3 separate regions of the Sus scrofa genome follow, and all the other regions are linked to region 3. Evidence: chromatin contacts called from public HiChIP or PLAC-seq and promoter capture Hi-C data. All regions are on one chromosome and are shown on one strand. The core of a region is the stretch at or near the end of the contact, and the rest is flanking DNA. Distances in the headings are between cores, read along the strand shown.

Region 1 (4,251 bases), core at 785-3,284, 96 kb before region 3:
GTTGGTGAACTAGTCATCAGCAAAAGCCTTGGTCAAGTCCCAACCAGAAGGGGTTCCACCTTTTCTGGGTTAAGAAAGTGGGGGTGTGATCAGTGCTGATGAGGGGAAAGCTAGGGGTACTAGAGCAAAGAAGACAGGCTTGGGCTTAAGGCAGAGGGCAGAGCTTGGAGGGCTTCCAGGAGTAAGCAACCCACACACTCAGAAGAATCCTGGAGCATCAACCAAAAGGCTTGGTTTTTTGTCACGGATATTTATCTAAACCAGTACACAGTAGGTGCTTGGCAAACATCTGCTGAATGAATAAATGAGCCAGGGGGGTGATAATTTAAGAACTTTTGTTAGTAGTAATAGGTAGTGAGAGCCTTATTACCGGGAGGAACCAAGGATCTGCTGGATGGCCACTTGTCTGAGGCCCCACCTTAGAGCGGTGAGGTCTGAGGTCCATCCCAGAGTGCGTGAGGCTCACCCAAAATAACCTGCACCTGGGGGGGGCGGGGGGGTCAGATCTGAACAAAGCAATCCACACTCGCTGGGACTGTGTGCTTAACCGCTTTGAACCTAGACCCCTCGGCGCCTCCGAAGCCGCTAATCTAGTCCAGGCGCTCTTGTCTCCCAGGTCCCCAGACCTGCAAAGCGCCTGCGCCTCCCTCCGGCGGAGCTCAGCCTGGAGAAGCCGGGCGTCGGGAGGGCGGCGGCGCTAGCTCTGACTCCAGGGAGGCGAGGCGGGGCGCGGGGGCCGCAATTGGGGTTCTTGCGTTTCCGCCGCCGAATGAGCACAGCCCCTGGGCAGCCGCCCGCGCCCCAGCGGCTGGAGGAGGACGGGGAGGGGAGGGGGCGCCAGCACCAGGGTGGTTCGCAGTTCCGGACGCCCCACTTCTCAGCCCCAACCTGGGGCAGGCAGAGCCCGGAGCCCCACACTCCTCCTTCCCTCCCACGCTGTGCCCCCTCTACCCCGCCCAGTGTCTCTTGATTCCCACAGAGGCGAGGGACCTGCCCACTCCGCGCTCAGCCCTGTGCGGTTCCCCGCCTCAAAGCCCTTTAAGTGCAAGTGACAAGTCCAGCGCGCACGCTTTGGTTCCTGGTCCGATGAGGCCGGAAAGTGGCTTAGAGTGGAGCTGGTGGTAGAGAAGGCATTCCGGAAGGGACTGCTCTGTATCTGGGTAGGAGACTCCGGAGTCTCCCAGAGAGAAGAGCGGTTGCAGAGAGGGCAGTCCAGGTGCAGGGAACAGCGTGTGCAAAGGCACAGGGGCGAGTAAGAGCGCCCCGTGGAACAGGAAGAGGACAGGCGCAGCCCAAAAGGCAGGGCCGGAGAGGGCTTTGGAGGGGATGTGAAAGGGCCGGATGCCACGCGGTGGATGGGGCTGGGTGCCAGGGAAGGCTGCTGGCCCTGTGTGTGTCCGGGAAGGGAGGAGGACCACGCGGGAGAGGCTGAGGCCTGAGTTTCCTGGGGTGCCAGTACCATCGGAGGCACGGCAAGGGCTTGAAAGCTGCTTAGGGGTGGATGAGAGCCCAGTGTGTAGACCCTCGTTCCCTCTCTCCAACCCCCCAGCACAGGCTCCCGGCCTTCCCCCTCCCCCGCATCCCTCCCCAGAGGCTTTCCCCAGGCTCTCTCCGACCTTCTTACCCCTCCACTCACTCCTGACGACCCCACCCCACCTGTCCTGAACCCCAGCAATGAAAGCATGAAGGTCCCAGGTTCCTTCCAGACCCCCTTCCTGCCCTTAACTCCCCTCCCCAGCCCGGACTCCTGGGGCTTCCCAATCGGTAAGACCAGATCCAGACCCTGGGAAGGGGAGAGGCTTTCCTGCGCTCCTCCGCGCCCCACCCTGCCCTGGGGCCTCTCCGCTGGGAGATAGGCCAGGCCGGGACTGGCGCCTCTCCGGCTCCTATCCAGGGCTCCTATCCAGCGGCTCAGTCCGCGTGGCGCCTCATGTGACTGCCCTAGTAAACATCCGCCCGGGACGGGGGTGGGGCGGGTGGCATCTGGGAGTCCCTGGACTTGTGAAAAAACCCCTGCCTCTCCTCCCGGCCACACCCTGTTCGGGGACAGACGGGCAGCCTCACTGCTTGGTCCCATCGCCCTGGGCGGTTCCCTGATCTGTCATTTGTGGGTGTGTCAAGGCCCGGGGCGGTGTCCGAATTGGCTGAGAAGGAGGAGTCTCGCTGGAGGGAACTCCCTGGTTTGTGTCCGCCTTGGTCTTGGAGAAGAGCTTTTCCTGCCGTCTTGGCCCAGCTTGGTGCTTGCATAGTGCCAGGCGGGTCCCTGATCCAAAGGCGCAGAAGCGAGATCTGGGCAGGGGCCTGGGGGCGCCGGGCGGAAATGGTGTTTGGAGGGACCCGGTGCCTAGGCCTCGATCTCCGAGTCTGGAAAGGTCTGGGGGATACAGGCAGGTGAGGCAGGACTGCTGCCCTGGCTTTTACAGCCTGAGGTTCATCTCTTGCTGCCTCACAGGGGCCTCAACTCCTGCTGATTCTGCCTCCTCCAATGGCCACTTCCCTCTTCCCTCTACCTACGGCATCCTCCCCGCAGGCCAGGGCCTCTCCCCACTCTCTGCTGTACCCCTGTCTCCTCCCCTGAGCCTCAGTCATCTGCCTTCAAGGAACTTTGACCAACCGATCTTTGGTCCTGTTCCATCCAGGGCCTTTCTGAGTTAACCTCGGCTTCTCTAGATTTATTATTCTCCAGGCTCACCCCAGTCACCCTGCTCTGTGGTCCTGGTAAACTCTAGTTTATCCTCAGGTCTCAGCTCAGCCCTGAGCCTCCTTGAAGACAGGGGTGTAAGTGTGCTCCCCAGGAGTTCCCCTCGTGGCGCAGTGGCTAACGAATCCAACTGGGAACCATGAGGTTGCAGGTTCGGTCCCTGCCCTTGCTCAGTGGGTTAACGATCTGGCGCTGCCGTGAGCTGTGGTGTAGGTTGCAGACGCGGCTCGGATCCCACGTTGCTGTGGCTCTGGCGTAGGCCGGTGGCTACAGCTCCGATTCGACCTCTAGCCTGGGAACCTCCATATGCCGCGGGAGCGGCCCAAGAAATAGCAACAACAACAACAAAAGACAAAAAGACAAAAAAAAAAAAAAAAAAAAAAAGAGTGCTCCCCAGGGCTCCCTGACCTTGGAGAGAGAGTGGACTCATTTCTGTCCCTGGGTCCCAGCTTGGCCCCCAAGACAGGAGCACCAAGAGTTCCCATTGTGGCTCAGCAGTTAACAACCCAGCTAGTATCCACGAGGACTTGGGTTCGACCCCTGGCCTTGCTCAGTGGGTTAAGGATCCAGCGTTGCTGTGGCTCTGGTGTAGGCCAGTGGCTACAGCTCCGACTGGACCCCTAGCCTGGGAACCTCCATATGCCATGGGTGTGGCCCTAAAAAGACAGAAAAAGACAGGAGCACCACTGGTCCCAGAATCGGGGTAGCTCAGAGGGCTGCCACCAGCGTGGACAGTTCAGACCAATAACTCGGCGAACACTCATGATCAGCAGAGAACATTTTGAGAAAAGGTTAAATACTGCTCCTCAGTTAAGAGAAACTTATTTAGAATTTCTGACTGTCAGTCCCAACTTGGTGAGACGACGTCAGTGACTCTGGGAGGTGGAGAATGCAACCCTGACGGTCACCAGCCTGTTTGTCTGTGACTCAGTCATCTCATTCCAGCCCTTTTTTTGGAGCCTCTAAATGCTCCGTCTTCCTGGTTCTTTATGAACCAGCTCTTCCACCGTGTTGGTACCTTCCTTAAGGCGTGAAGTCATCTTCGACACAGGCTTTATACTGAGAGTCATGCTTTTAGTTTTGAAAATTATAGATTGTGACGCTTCCAGAGACTGTCCACCAAAGTGTCCACCTGGATTCAGCGGCCAGAGCCAATTACACTTTGTTGGAGAAGCGTGTCTCGCGGGCTTACCTGGAACACTGCCTCTCTTACCTCCAGCTTCTGGATTCCGCCCTCCGATGCGTGTGTTATATTATTATTTATTTAGAAATACCTAATGCTTTATTGTTACGATATTTAAACGGTATGGGGTAAAGGGCCTGGGACCATTGCCTCCCATCATAGGCCTAAAGCTAATTGCTGTTACTCTGTTAGGTGTTATACATTTATCAGTGTGCAGAATATATACACGTACTCCAGTTTACATATATGTATATACACAAACTACAGGAGTTCCCGTCGTGGCGCAGTGGTTAACGAATCCGACTAGGAACCATGAGGTTGCGGGGTCGGTCCCTGCCCTTGCTCAGTGGGTTAACGATCCGGCGTT
Region 2 (4,470 bases), core at 1,458-3,957, 110 kb before region 3:
ATCTTTTCATAGGGTTTTCAAGAATCAATGCTAAACAAATTTTTATTTTATCAACATTATCCTTGATTATTAAGGTATTAATCTCAAGAGGCTTTAAGGAATTACTTGCCTCGAGTGAAGTGAGTTAGCCCATCATGGAAGCCCACAGGCATAAGGCCTGTCTCATTTTAAAAGGCTGGATGGGAAAATTCCTCAAAATCCTGAGATCCCTTGAGTAAGGGACCTAGGACCTCCACAGCTCTTATTAAACATAGCACTTATCCCTAACATGCAATACTGCAGATGCAAGTTAAACTTATCTGTGAACAGCTGCCTGCTGTTTTCTGCTCCCAGATGATATGAAGCAACTCTTCTGATAATGAGAAACCTGTCTGAGGCAAACGAAAGATTGGCAAACAGCACAGCTTCCTCTCAATCCACTTGATCCCACTCCTTTCAATTATTTCAGCTTCTTTTATTCCAGGGTTAATGTGTAGCTTTATCATTTTCATTTCATTTCATTTTTTATTCTGCTTTTGTAAAAGCAGTATTTTGAGGTGGGCATTAGATCTTCATGGTATTTCTCATCATTTCATTATTTTATTTCTCATCGATTCATTATTTTTGTGGATACAGCTTGATATGCCATAACTTTAAGAGTAGATTCCATTAACTTTAAATTGGTAGCTTTCATTTGCTTAAATTTTTTTTTTGCATATGCAGACCATGAGTTCATCAGTAGTAAGGATTTCAGAGTTATGCTTTTGCCCAATGAAGATAGGTATGAAATATAATCTTTTCTGCCTTTACTTATCATTCACCAAGGAGCTGTTCCCCTCTCCATCTAGGCCATCATATTGCCAGGCTGGGTATGACTCAGAAGATGTTATCTGAAAAAAGTCTACAGAAAAAAAAGGTTTCCCCCCCATCAACAAAAACCCACCCCTTTTAATTGATTATGATTTACAAATACTTAGGTGCAAATTCAATACACAATTTACAACAATTTTGAAGCATACCTTTACATCTTGTCTCGCAGCCATACAAAAATTTCCTATACTAAAAAACTTGCTTATGTAACTGAAAATAGAATCTTACTTGATAATATAAAAGCTACCATCAGAAGAAATCCCTTCAGGATCATTAAGCCACTTCCTTTGCTCTGAAGCTCCTATAGTAGTATTAAGTTTTATTAAATCACCTGAAAAAAATTCCAAAAGAGAACCACACACTACCATATCCAAACAACTTTAGTGTTTAAACAATTCCCCAAGTTTTTATCTTGGTCAACCCAGTGGGCTAGACCAACCCCCAATCCAACACTTTCCTTTCCCAAGCCCTACACTTTAAATCCAGTGAATCTTTGAAGTTCCCAGCTGTCCAGTTCAAAAATTGGGGTAAAACAAGAAACTAGAGGATCAGGAGTTACTTGCCAACTTGGGAGGTGAGATTTCTTTAGTTTTTCCATCCTAAGTATTTAAGTTCTCTGGCATGAGTTATCTGAAATCATAAACTAAACAATTACCTAAACCCAACCCACCCAACCCCAACCAAAACAGGCCACTGCCAACTAATTGCCAAAACTTGCCCCTCCCCTTTAAAAGGCATCTTAAAAAGTTCCATTATTTGAAAACTTAACTTCAATATTTGGCCTAGTCAAGCTCTTCTGAAGTTCTCCTGAGATGACTGAATATGAACCAAAGCTGCACTGTGCTGTATATTTCAGCTTCACTGGGAATACTCCAAGGAAAAAAGCAGCTCCAATCCCTGAAGGTGTTTGGTGCCAACAGCATAGCAGTACAATCCTTCTCTAACTCAGTTTGTCAATAGTACTATAGCATCTGTGGAAAGTCTTAGAAAAAAACATTTTCTCCCCCACCCTCTTCCCTGTTAAGACCACCCCAAAATACTTCAAGTAAAAATAACCGGTTACATACTTTAATTAAAAAAAAAATCTGATTAAGGGGTGGAAAAAGTACCAGCCATTTCTCCACTGGAGTTCCATCACAGACCTTAAGTGAGAGCTGCTCGTGTTCTAGTTTCTACAAACTGTAAACCTGTGGTGTTCTGATTATCCTGATACTGGATTTTCTTTTTTCCTGTTACCTTGAGTCATTTGCCTTTGGAATTCTAGACAGACCTAAGGGGAAAAGAACTCAAAACATATTTTGCCCCCCCAAAACCTTTACCCCCCCGAATTACACACCCAACTATATATATATAGGTAACTTAGAATAGAGAATGAGAAAGAAAATTAAGTCATCTACTCACAAAACGGAAATGCTTCATTACCAAGCTAAATATAAAACCTGCTTACAAAGCTGGCTGAAACTGTCTCAAGGTTGTTCTATCAAATTCATTTGTTTTCCCTCATATTGGTTAAAAACGAAAACACTTGCCATCTACTATTCCTCCGGGCCTTGGTAGTCTGCCCTCAAAAGCTTCAGACAAGATGAGAAAATACGCCTGAAAAAGAGAAACCTACAACACCCGAAAATCGGCCTACATCCCCATAAAACCCTTTATGCTTAAGTACACAGCTCCCCCATCACCATTAGGAAATACAACAAAGATTACCGTACTGTTACCAAAAAAAGGTGAAGAAACAAAGCAGAACCCACGATACTGCCGACCTCACGGATTTTTACCACACCACTGGCTCTCCCTGCCGGCCTTGCACACTGGGCTGCCGCTCTAGGACGCTCTATCTAGCCTCCACACCGCCTGCTCGCCTCCTCCGCGGGGTTGCCAAGCCACGCCGCCAAGCCGCACGCTAGCTTCATCACCACATCGCACTGGCTTCCTCCTTCCTGGAATCCTCTCCTAGCTTCACCTCCAACCGTTAGGGCTCCTTCCTTCTTCCTAGCTTCCTTCACCAAATCGCACTGGCTCCCGGGCTCCTCCTTCCTATCTTCACGAACTGCCGCTCGCTCCTCAGTCCTAGTTTCACCAAAAACTGGCTCCTGGAATCCTGTCTGCTGCTGTCTTCCTAGGTTCTCTGAATCCACTTCTGTGTAGCACCTGGTCAGCTGTTAATTAGCGCCTAGTCCTCAGGGTTTAGAAATTCATCTTAGCTCAAAGTCCAATGCAAAAAATGTTAACTTGGTTATCCTCGCTCTTGAATTTATCGTCCTTTAAGTTTTCCAGAAGAAACTAAACTACTGTATGGATTTAAGGCCTTTCAAATTTTTAACTCTTCCGTCTACCTTAATTTTTACATCAGTCTTTTTAGTAGCTTTTTGCTGTGATTTTAAATTTACTTCCCTCTACAGCTTCGAGATATTCTTCTAAGTTGGTCTTGGTCTACTGTAGTTTAAAACCCTCTTCTCAGATCTAACTTCTGCACCACCACAAATTAAAGTTGATGGGCTTTTTAAATAAATTGAACTATTAAAAATTATTTTTCTTAGTTTTGCGTCTTGTACTTATCCAATTTTTTGGCTTCGGACTTTTCTATCTTCCAATTACTTGGACCTCTATCTTGTATGCTTGTCTCCAACAGCTTGTTTCTCATTTTCTACCTCAAACACTCGAACATCTTTTCAACCTTCTCTTTCTAGATGTCTTCTGCCTCCTACCTTCTGGGCTTAGTTTTTTTCTGTCTTCTAAAAGCCGTATTTTTTATCTTCTAGTTTTCCTATCTTCACTAATCTTTTCTTCACCTTCCTGTACTTGTCTTCCGAGTTTTCCACTTCAAATTTCTAATCTTCTTTCTCCACTAATACTTCCATCAACTTCCAAAGAAAGCCTTAAGGCTTCAAATGACGCAGTTTTGATCGCGCCGTGAATTTGAAGGCATTTCTTAAATCACCTTCAACTGACCTTTAAAGATGGCTTTTAAAACATTTTAATCCATCTACGACTGGACTTTAAAAGTATTGTTTAGGTTCTATTTATAGCATTACGTTTGAACAATAATCTAAAAAGCTGCCCTTCAATTTAAGACTTTAAAATTCCATACTTTGCAGTCCTGTCTCGGCAACTCCTTTTAAAATTAGCTTTCTCACTCCATGAAGAAGCTTCAGCTCTTAACCTCCGTCATGTTCTAATATTATCTTTTTTCTTCTTTCTTCCTTTCTCACACTATTTTTTAAGGACGTCTCCATTTTCCCCTAAAATAAGACCTTCTTATTAATTATCAAATCTACTCTCACGAATTTAACTCAAAACTACAGCTCAGTATTTTCGCTAATTTATAATTCCTAGAGAATAAGAGTAATCCCTATCTTAACAGAAAAACTTATCTGCGGTCTCCTCAAGAAGCGTTTCCTGCCTCTCAGCCGTCTCTGCTCTCGCTGCCTCAATGCCTGCCTCCCGACCCGCAGCGCGCGGCGTATTTATAGCCCAAGGACACCTCACACCCCCGTCATCCAATAACCCTCCGCCGCCTTTGTGAGGGAAGCAAAAATAGTTCCTCGGAAGGAGTTAAAAATAGAATCTGGTTTATAAGACTCTAGGTTTTTCCTTAACAGTTTATATAACTTGCTCGCA
Region 3 (4,341 bases), core at 1,119-3,618:
TCCAGACATGGCCTCCTCACCCTCCAGGTCCACAAAACGGGAGAACTCCTCGAGGCTCAGCCCACCAGGGACTGGCGGCATCTCAGAGGCTTTGTCTGGGTCTGGGGGCGTTGTGCCAGGAGCCAGCCCTTCCTGAACGAAGCTGCTCACAATGAGCTGGAGGGGCACCTTGGCCCAGGCCGCTGCGGCCATGTGCAGGGCATCCAGCACCGTGATGGCTGCCCCGGCCGCAGCCAGCGAGGGGCCAGCCCTCTCACTCTGGGCCGCCGCCAGCTTGCCCAGCAGACGGTGCCGGTAATGGGCCTTAAAGGCCCGGACCACGGAGCTGGGCAGGGAAGGCGTGGTGCTAGCAGCGGACAAAGGCAAGAGCCTCACGTGGCAGAGCCGGGGCAGGCCCACCAACTCCTCCACCACTCGGGCGGCCAGCAGCAAGGCCACCTGTCGGCCCTGCTGCCCCATGTCCCGGTCAAACTGTGCCAACCACTCTGACCAGGGGATAACCAGGTCAGGGTGGTAAGAGGCAAGCAGAGCCTCACTGCTGACCCCAAAGAAGCACCTTGGGGCAGCCTGGAGCCCACTGACCAACACCCGCCGTTTCTCTGTGCCCCTGCTGTTGGCACACAGCAGCACCTGTACCCGATCACGTGTGCCCACTCTGCCGGGCACTGCCCGATATAGCAAGGGCACTTCGGCACAGCCAAAAATGTCCTCTGGGGAGAAATCTTTAAGAGAGAGAGGCAGCTGGGCCTGGGGCGTGGGAGCCGGGGGAGGTGGCTCAGGGGGCAATGGAGGCACCAAAACATGGCGGGCCCCAAAGCCCACGTTGTTTCGGCGTTTCCAGCGCACCAGCCAGCCGATGCTGGGCACAAAATCCTGGCCCATGATGTCAGCCAGCTCCTTGGCTTTGTGGAGCAGCATGGGCCCTGTCACGTCCCAGGCCTTGGCCCGGGCAATGTGGTACCAGCAGAGTAGAGCCTCGTCGATCCCGCTGTACTTGGACTCCCGCTTGCGCTTGCGCTCCCGGTTGGCGGTGCCGCTGCACCAGTCCGCCAGCAGCTTCTCCTTATTCTTGCAGATGCGTGAGATCTGGGGCTGGGAGACCTGGAAGCGCCGGGCCACCTCCGACTGGGACATCTTGGACTCATCCAGGAGTTCCAGCACCTGGATCTTCTCGGCCAGGGACAGGGCGTGAAGCTTCTTCTTGCTGCACAGCTCCATGGCAACTCTGGCACCTGTTCCGGGGGAGAGGGGGAAGGAGGAAACGGTGAGGGTGGAGGCCAGGCGGGGTGGGAGAGGAGCATAGTAAGAAAAAGGGGATATTAGAGGCAGGGAGATAGACTGGTGTAGGGAGAGACCAGGGCAGCCTGGATCCGCTGGGACAGGGTGAGGGGACACTGGGTTGGAGGTGAGAGGGCTGGATTGAAAGGAAGAGAAACCACCAGGCTGAGTGAGCAGTGGCCTGGCCCTGATCTGGAGGAATGCAGGACCTAGCTGGGGAGGGCTGGCCCCTGGTCAGAGCAAGAAGGGAGTCTGGGCTGAGGTTTGGGGGAGAAGGATGAATAGAGCCGAGGGGACAGCTGCAGAGACAACAAAGGAGCATGGATGGGGAGGACAGGGCTGGGGCTGCATGGGGCAGGTGGAGGGGATAATCAGAGCTGGCAGGAGGAATCCCCGTAGGGGGAGGGGGATGATGGCCTAGGCTGGATTCAGATGAAGATGTGGGGGGCAGGGTGGTAGAGTGGATGAATGGAGTTGAGATGACAGGTGTACAGATGACAAAGAGGGACAGACTGGGGGCTGAAGGAGCGAGTCTAATTTGGTGCCAGGTCCTGAGCAGGTATGGCTGGGCCGGGGTCCGGCCTGGAGGGGGCGCGGGAGCACAAGGCCGAAAGGACAGGAGCACAGGCGACAAAGGGCAAGAGGGGTTAGGAGGCCGCGCGGGCAGCGAGAGGGGCGGGGTGTCCTCAGAGGGGAGAGTCCTGGCCTGGGAGGGGGACCACCGCGCGGGGACGAGCGTCTGTGATGGAGACAGGCCGGGAGCCGGGTTCTGCAACCTGCTGACCTCTCCACACGGTGACTCTGGGTCTGCCGGCGGGGCGGACCTAGCCATCGGCCCGCCCGGCCTTCCCGCCTCCCAGCCACCCTCTCCGCACCCACCTCAAGTGTTCGTCCCGCGACTCCCGCCCCGGCCCCGGCCCCGGCCCGGCTCCCCAGCCCCTGTCCCTGTGGTACAAGAGAGCAGGGTAGGGACGCGCGGGGCAAACTGAAGGGCTGCGCGGGCGGCGGGCGCGCGCACAGCAGGGACCGGTGGGCGCCGCCCGCGCCGGGTTCTCTCCCGGCTGAGAAGACCTGGACCCACCGCTCAGCTTCACCCGCTGCCGCCCCGCCCCGGCCCAATCCGATTGGTCTCCGGTGCAGTTCTGTCCCTCCCCCGGCTAAATCTCATTGGGCATCGCGAAGCGGCGGGTCGTTGGGGGAATTGAGCTTCTAGCTGCAGGGGCTGGGGGGGCGGAGCCCGGACGGGGCGGGAGTCCTGGAAGCGCCGCCAGCCTCAGGGGACCCGGTAGACGAGGCCAAACAAGCCTCCCTCCAGTGAGCAGACTTGGAAGGTCATCCTGGCTGTGACCCTAGGCAGCTTTAGCTTCCTCATCGACCAAACAGGTCTATTACCCCTCACCCAGTGGCTTTGAAAAAATGGAAGCACGTTTTAAGCTACACAAAGGATGTTACCATGGACGGTATTGGCCTCAAGTGGGTACTACCACAAACTGCTTGCTTGGGGCCAGTTCTGATTTTGTACGAATAAAGACTAATTTTATTTTATTTATTTGCTTTTTAGGGCCGTAATTTCGGCATATGGAGGTTCCCAGGTTAAGGGTCGAATTGGAGCTACAGCTGCCGGCCTACACCACAGCCACAGCCATGTAGGATCTGAGCTGCGTCTGCTACCTACACCACAGCTCACGGCAAGGCCGGATCCTTTAACCCACTGAGTGAGGCCAGGATCAAACCCAAATCCCCACGGATACTAGTCAGATTCATTTCCACTGTGCCACAATGGAACTCCAGCATTCTCATTTTTAACCTTTTTCCTTTTACTATCTTTTCTGGCCTTAGACTATTCAACCACCAAGGATCACTGCTTGACTACCTTGACTCCAGGCCTACATCCGCGCAGACATGATGGGGCTGTGCCCCGCCCCTAACGCAGTCCCCAAACTGGAGCACCCTGCTTACTTACTGAACACAAGGGCCCAGGCCACTCACTGCCTCCCAATAAAACAGTGGCTTTCAGACTGTCCTAGAAAATCCTAAGGATACTTCGGGGGGGGGGGGTTGTCATAACTGATTCATACCTTTAAAATGTTGGTTTGCAGGAAAAGAAAAACTCACTCTTGTGCACGTAAATATACTTGGAGGAAGGTTTGCATGGCTGCACTATAGGCCGAGTTCACACACACTTGCCTTCAATTAAATGAACCAATTTCAGGCAAGCAAGGCGGAGGTACCTCTCATCTCCATTATTCATACAGAAAGCTTTAATGTGTCCTCATGGTGACGCATAGAGTTTTCCTGTGTCATTAACTCTTTTATATTTATATAATCATCAAGCTTCTAATCAAGCTTCTGGACCTATGCTAAGTATCTCTGAAACTAAAAAGCTCAACTGTTATAAATCTGTCTCACCACTTGCACATACAAATCCAGAATTTCCTCCAAACCAACTAAAACACAGAAATAAACAGGTTAAAGTTGATTTTAACCCAAATTTTGTAACAGCTATAATGTACATAAGAAATTAAAACAAATTATCCAATTTTCTGTCAACTTATATTGAGGTTAAATGTTTTATTTAATTTGGGGGGGAAAAGCTATGCTTCAAGACTAATGTCCATGGAGTTCCCACTACGTGCAGTGGAGTTAAGAATCTAACTGCAGGAGTTCCTGTTGTGGCTCAGCAGGTTATGAGTCTGACTAGCATCCATGAAGGCCTGGGTTCGACCCCTGACCTCACTCAGCGGATTAAGGATCTGGCGTTGCCATGAGCTGTGGTGTAGGTCGAAGACATGGCTCAGATCCTGCACTGCCACTGGCTGTAGCATAGGCTGGCAGCTGCAGCTCCAATTCGACCCCTAGCCTGGGAATTTCCATATGCTGCAGGTGTGGCCCTAAACAGAAAAAAAAAAAAAAAAAAAAAAAAAAAGAAAAGAAAAAAGAATCCAACTGCAGCAGCTTGGGTCACCACAAAGGTGTGGGTTTGATCCCCTGCCCAGCCTTGCTGCAGCTGTGGCATATGTCACAGCTGTGGCTCAGATTCAATCCCTGGCCCAGAAACTCCCA

Evidence for each region. Promoter capture Hi-C pulls out the DNA fragments that hold promoters and counts their contacts. HiChIP or PLAC-seq counts read pairs in DNA pulled down with a chosen protein or histone mark.
Region 1: an H3K27ac HiChIP or PLAC-seq map of alveolar macrophages shows a contact between it and region 3. The contact joins the enhancer-like site here to the promoter of TIGD3 in region 3. A contact is called at or near these places in 1 of 5 promoter capture datasets (liver), 4 of 47 Hi-C or Micro-C datasets (embryonic fibroblasts, liver, retroperitoneal adipose tissue and 1 more) and 2 of 2 datasets of contacts at active chromatin or transcription factors (alveolar macrophages and skeletal muscle).
Region 2: a contact with region 3 is called in a promoter capture Hi-C map of fetal liver, with 2.2 times the contacts expected there. The contact joins the enhancer-like site here to the promoter of TIGD3 in region 3. A contact is called at or near these places in 5 of 5 promoter capture datasets (fetal liver, fetal skeletal muscle, liver and 1 more), 28 of 47 Hi-C or Micro-C datasets (adipose tissue, alveolar macrophages, blood and 14 more) and 2 of 2 datasets of contacts at active chromatin or transcription factors (alveolar macrophages and skeletal muscle).

What each region holds. Positions count from the first base shown.
Region 1 is chr2:6,770,192-6,774,442 of Sscrofa11.1, forward strand. All of the region lies in intron 2 of LOC102163816 (a long non-coding RNA gene), which reads left to right. Among named protein-coding and RNA genes, the nearest start is that of SCYL1, 39 kb to the left of the region's middle. Within about 2 kb of position 2,035, at least 62 of the 83 cell types and tissues checked have an H3K27ac peak or open chromatin away from gene starts, as enhancers often do. A contact at or near this core is called in alveolar macrophages, embryonic fibroblasts, liver and 2 more, where this site is marked.
Region 2 is chr2:6,752,889-6,757,358 of Sscrofa11.1, forward strand. LOC102163816 (a long non-coding RNA gene) reads left to right here. Exons shown (of 4, transcript XR_002341443.1): 1 at 1-4,470. Among named protein-coding and RNA genes, the nearest start is that of SCYL1, 22 kb to the left of the region's middle. Within about 2 kb of position 2,708, at least 24 of the 83 cell types and tissues checked have an H3K27ac peak or open chromatin away from gene starts, as enhancers often do. A contact at or near this core is called in fetal liver, mesenteric adipose tissue, omental adipose tissue and 1 more, where this site is marked.
Region 3 is chr2:6,865,572-6,869,912 of Sscrofa11.1, forward strand. It overlaps TIGD3 (tigger transposable element-derived protein 3), which reads right to left and starts at 2,369. Exons shown (of 2, transcript XM_003480677.4): 1 at 2,158-2,369; 2 at 1-1,232. The coding sequence starts at 1,218.